Linked DNA regions of Canis lupus: region 1 is linked to region 2. A link is a contact called in public Hi-C data. All regions are on one chromosome and are shown on one strand. Each heading gives the region's core, a stretch centred on a gene start, on an enhancer-like site or on the middle of the called end of the contact. The rest is flanking DNA. Distances are from core to core; before and after follow the strand shown. Region 1 holds the start of GSDMD (gasdermin-D). Region 2 holds the start of RHPN1 (rhophilin-1).

Region 1 (2,700 bases), core at 52-2,551, 150 kb before region 2:
TACTGGGCACAGGGAGCAGCTCACTGTGACTGTCACCCCCGGCTCCAGGCCCGCGACGGGAAGCAAGTCCGCCCCAAGACCAGGGCGGCGCTGCTCTGCTGAGGAGCCTCCAAGCAAGCGTAGCCAGCGCCCGGACCGAAAGTGAAACTTTGGCCTCTTGACGCCAGCAACCACTCCCGGAAACACCCCAGCCCGCAACGGGGGGGGGGGGGGGGGGCGCCTCCTCCCGCCCAGCCACCCAGCCCCAGGGCCTCGCCTCCAGCTGCAGCCCTTCTGAGGTTTCCTTCCTACGCTCGCTCGGGTCCGTCGACGTTTCTGCAAAGAAAACGTTCAGAGGGTCAGCGAGAGCGGCCTGGGCGCCGGTGGGGGTGGGGGGACAGCCCGTAGGTACCCCGTTTCTTTTGAGGAGACGAAAGGCTCTGAGGTCGGCCGTGGCGCTGCTGTCACGACTCCAGACGCACTGAAGCGAGTCGTATGCCGTGTGGACCGCTCGTCCATACAGCTGTTGCTGAGAAAACCTGCAGTCAGGAGTTTTTTTTTTTTTTCTTTAAGATTTTATTTATTTATTTATGTGTGTGTGAGAGAGAGAGAGAGAGAGAGAGAGAGGCAGAGACCGAGGCAGAGGGAGAAGCAGCCTCCTTGTGGGGAGCCCGAGGTGGGACTCTATCCGGGACCCCAGGATCACGCCCCCGGCTGACTGCGTTGCTAAACCGCTGAGCCACCCGGGCCGCCCTGGAGTCAGGTTTTCAACATCCAGGCTGTCGTCCCACTGGTGCTGGGCAGCGACAGTCACGGCCAGGGCAGGACAGCCAGCGGGAGCCCCGCGGGCTCCCCCTCCCGCGCTCCCAGCCCTGACACCCTGGAGGCCGCACGGGGCGAGGCTCGGCCGGCTGCCCCTCGGGGGCGGTGGGTGCTTGTGGTGGCCGCAGCTGCAGGCCCGCCCCTGGAGGCCACTGCTGCCAGGAGCAGGAGGCTCCAAGAGCCTGAGCGGGGAGCCCGTGTGTGCTCACGCGTTTGCTGTGTGCGCTATTTGCGCTTGCACACATGTGTGCCTGTACACATGTGTCGTGTGCATACCTGTGTGGAGGCCGCGAGGCCAAGGCCGGGCCGCGGCTGCTGATGCTGGGAGGCTGTCCCGCCTGGGGCCTGTCTCCTCAGGCACAGTCTGCTGCTTCCCCTGCTCCCGCGCGGCCGCCCCCGGGGCCCTGGGTCCGAGGTGGAGGAGCTGGCGGGCATCCGTGGGCAGGCTGCTGTGCAGGGCCCTGCCACAGCCCTGACGGGGGGGGGGGGGGGGGGGGTGGGGGCCGGGGCAAGGCTGCCGCAATTCCTCTTTCGGTTTCAGTTTCTGCCAATAACCAAAATACGAGGCACTGGCCAAGCCCAGCCCGCTGCGTGTCTATCTCCCAGGCTCCTGGCTTCCTGCGAGGACAGAGGTCAGCCCTGGCACGGCCTGTGGGGACAAGAGGTGGGAGGGGCTGCCTCTGTGCCCTGTCCCCTCCCTGGCTCCCATTCAAGAGGGGAAGTGTGGCCAGCTGGACACTTTGAGGGCCAGGAACTCCAGGGCGACACTATGTCCTCCTCAAGCCCACCCTATGTCACATGATCACAGGTGAGGCTGCCCTGGCCAAGGCCCTGGGGGTCTACGGGGATGGCAGGTTGTGACCCCAGACGGGGAGGCCGCGGGCACCTCGGGCTGTGTGCGGGGCCTGGGGGTAACCCAGAGCACTAGGTGGAGGGCACCGCCCCAGGTACCCCGGCCCGAGCGTTGGGAGCACACAGGGCAGGCCCCAGCACCCCCAGCACAAGCAGCCCAGGGCCGGCTACAGCCGGTGGCGACCGTTACAGGGGCATTCCTGGAAGTCCGCGCCCACGCCCTCCGCAGCCTCCCCACCAGCCCCCATCACTGCTTCTGCCCTGTGCTCACGTCTCTGTCGCGCCCCCTGGGCTACTGGGGTCCCTCGCTCCAAAAATCAGTCAGGATTAGAGACTTCCCTGTGGCGGCGGCCCAGGGCCAAGAGAGTGCTGAGTGCAGACGAAGTCCCAGAAGTCTTCTGAGAATTAAGTCCCCCCTCACCCTGGCATCCCTCCCGCTCCATCCCCACGGCCACCCAGGGGGTCAGTAGCTATGGGCCTTGGGGCACAACTGCAATGACCTGGCCAGCAGTCGCTCAGTCAATGTTGTGCGGATCTCAGGGCGGCGGGGTCAGCTGCAGAGCAGGGCGGGCTGGTCTCAGGGGCGGCTCAGGGGCACCCAGGGGTCTGGGGGCAAGGGCAGCAGGAAGGCCCCTGCACTGGGCCCTGCAGTGATCTGTCTGGTTTGCTGGGCTTTCTGCCTGCTGCAGTGGGGGCCGCAGGACCCTATCCCGCCCCAATGGGACCTCTGCAGGAGAAAGCAGCCCCCTTGCTCACGCTCCTGGTTTTCTGGGCCTTACTTCACTGCCCCAGCTGGGAGGAGCGCTCACTGCCTGAATCCAGGTATCGCTGGGGCAGGAGGGGAGTGGTTACTGGCGGGCCCCACTTGAGGTTTGCTTAGGTCCAGGCATGTGGGTTGTCCCTGAGCATATTGTGGAAACGCCGTGCTTTAGGGCACAGTAGACCCCAACACCTTTCTTCCAGACTGGACCTGGCTAAGAGTCTGAGGGTCATGCTTTTTAGCGAGGGTTAGGTGTGGGAGGTGATGCTGGGGTGACGCAGGGATCC
Region 2 (2,700 bases), core at 160-2,659:
CAGGCGCCAGGGGCAAGGCTGAGCAGCCCCGGCGAGAGGGAGGGAGAAGCTAGGGAAGGAGTGACGGGCACGGGGAGCTGGCACGGGGCCGCGGCCTCAGACCCGAGCCCAACACCTGCCGAGCGGGGCCGCGGCGTCCCCGAGCGGCGGAGAGGCGCTGAGCTCTGCTGAGCCGCACAGGCTGTGCCCCGGACGGGATGAGGGGCGCCCAGCGCAGGCAGGCGGGCGGGCCCGGCCTGTGCGCCGTGCCTCAGTTTCCCCGGAGGGCAGCCTCCGGAGGGAGGGCGGGGGGTGGGGGGAGGCTGCCACAAGTCTTGCAGCGCACAGACCTGAGAAGCCGCGCCGACCCCGCAGCCCCGCGCCCGCCGGCGGCAGGTGGCAGCCAAGGTGGGCTGGGGTCCCCGACCCCCACTCCGGCCCCCGGCCCCGCGGACGCGCCCACCTTTCGAACGCTGCCTGCTGCCTGCAGCCTCGTGCTGTCCTCGCCGGCGCCCGGGCCGCCCGGCCTCTCCTCGGGGATCATCGCCGCCCACCGCCCGGGCCGCGCCCGCCTGGAGGCCGAGGCTCGCGCAGGTCCCTCCCGGGGCCGCGCGGAGTCCCCAAGCGTCCTCCCCTCCCGGGTGGCTGGCGCGGGCCGGCGGGGGGGGGCGTGGCCCCGAGCCGAGCGTGCGAACTTGCCTTTGCCCAATCGGCGGCCGCGACGACGCCAACGAGCAGCGGCCTCAGCCAATCAGAGCGCGAGGGAGGCGGGCCCGCTCGGCCTGTCCCCGCCCGCGCGGGCGCGGAGTCCCGGGAGAATGCGGTCGCCCCTGACAACCGCCCTGCCCGTCGCCCCGCGGGGCGTGGACTGCGCATGCGCCGCAGCGTCCTCTCAGCGTGCGGAAAAGTTAGAGTAAGAGGAAAAAAGACAACTCCTAAACTCAGCCGGCCCGCCCTGCCCGGCGCCCCTGCCCGGCGCCTCTGCTCGGCCTCCGGAGCCGCTCCACCGGCTTGCACTGTGCTTTCTCGAGAATGCACGAGCTTGCACGCGCGGTTTGGTCCCGCCCCAGGGAAATATAACGGCGGTGTTAGAGCTGGTGCGGATCCTTCCTCTCCGCTCGCTCGCAGACGCCGGCTCGGTCCGCTGTCACGGCGGCAGAACCCGCTTCCAGAACCTTCCTTCGAACCCCTCCCTGGAACCCGACCCGGCAACCTGCTTGTAGAATTGTCTTCCGCAAACACCTTCTAGAACCAACTTGGCCTCCAGGACCAGCCCGGCCTGCAGAACTGGCCTGCTTCCAGGATCAGACTATGTCCAGAGCCTGCGCTCCCTGCAGGGTTGTCCCAGCAATGTCACTCCATAACTTCCCTGAGGCCCTGGTGGCCCCGGAACACACGCAGATTGTCTGTGAGGCTCGCCCCACCTAACGGCACGCCTTTTGTAGGGCAGAAACACCAGGGCACAAGCAGTAAGCAGTGGTCATAAGGCCCTCTGACGGGGCAGGCTTTCCAACCTACCCATCGGCTGGGTCCTGCAGGGCTGCGCCCCCGGGCTCCTCTCCCGCCCCCGCACGCGGGCTCGCAGGCTAAGCCCTGCACACTAAGCTGCTTGGCCGGCCCTGGCCATCTGACACAACAATAGCAACAAAATAAGACAGTGACGACTAGGAGGAAAATAAAAAGTAATCACAAAATACTACCTGAGTCAGCTGTGCATTCCTTTCCATTGCCTTAATAATGTAATCAGACATCCTCCTGGCATCTTGACCCCAGGGCAATTAGAACTTGAGTCTATTAGGAGGAGGGGAGAGGTGAAGGGGGAGGAAGACAGGGCACGGTGGAGGGGAGAGATGCTGACACTTCATCCTCCTGAGCCTAAGTCAATGAGAAGCCACAATTAAGAAACAGCGCTGCAGAAGCATGTTGTTCAGAATTGTGGGACTCAGTCCCAACTCACCAACTCCAGGAGTCACAGGGGTTGTACCTGGGGAGGGGCAGCGGGGCGCAGGGGGATGCTGCTGTTTCGCTAAGCAGTTCTTGCAGAACTATGTGGTTGGTGAAACTGTGCTCCTCCAACAATAAAGCAACTCCAAAGCTTGTTTTTAGAAAGTAAATGTTTAGAAGATGGCAATAAAAAACATCCAATGGAAAACATAACCATTCTAAGTGAGGAGATCTTTTGTTTTTTTTAATAGTTTATCTACTTATTTATTCATGAGCAACATGGAGAGAGAGGCAGAGACACAGACAAAGGGAGAAGCAGCCTCCCCAGGGGGAACATGATGTGGGACTTGATCCCAGAACCCCGGGATCACGACCTGAGCAGAAGGCAGATGCTCAACCACTGAGCCACCCAGGTGCCCCAAGGAGATATTTCTAAAAAAGGTTTGAATTGAAAGAAAGTTACAACACAACTGCATGTTACCTAAAATGTGACTAGACGGTAAATGACATTATATAAAATGTATGGAATAGACCAAAGGAAATTCTGCAAACCTAGGTAACTTTACTGCCTATACACAGGTGTGTGTGTATATACATAAATGTGTATATGTGTGTATATATGACATCAATTCACCAAATCAAAAGAAAATACAAAGAGGAAATTACTAAAGATTAAAAGTTGACATCAGTCATATAGCAAAAAAGCTGAGCATTTGGGAAAAAACAAAGATGACAAATCCTTGGGGGCCCGTCAGTGAAAAAAGAGACGGACAGATC

The links. A called contact is a pair of places that touch in the nucleus more often than the background predicts.
Region 1: a contact with region 2 is called in a Hi-C map of blood, with 3 times the contacts expected there. The contact joins the promoter of GSDMD here to the promoter of RHPN1 in region 2. A contact is called at or near these places in 3 of 9 Hi-C or Micro-C datasets (amygdala and blood).

Annotation. Positions count from the first base shown.
Region 1 is chr13:37,964,485-37,967,184 of UU_Cfam_GSD_1.0, reverse strand. GSDMD (gasdermin-D) reads right to left here and starts at 1,301. Exons shown (of 11, transcript XM_038555742.1): 1 at 1,078-1,301.
Region 2 is chr13:37,819,216-37,821,915 of UU_Cfam_GSD_1.0, reverse strand. It overlaps RHPN1 (rhophilin-1), which reads right to left and starts at 1,409. Exons shown (of 15, transcript XM_038555732.1): 1 at 1,193-1,409.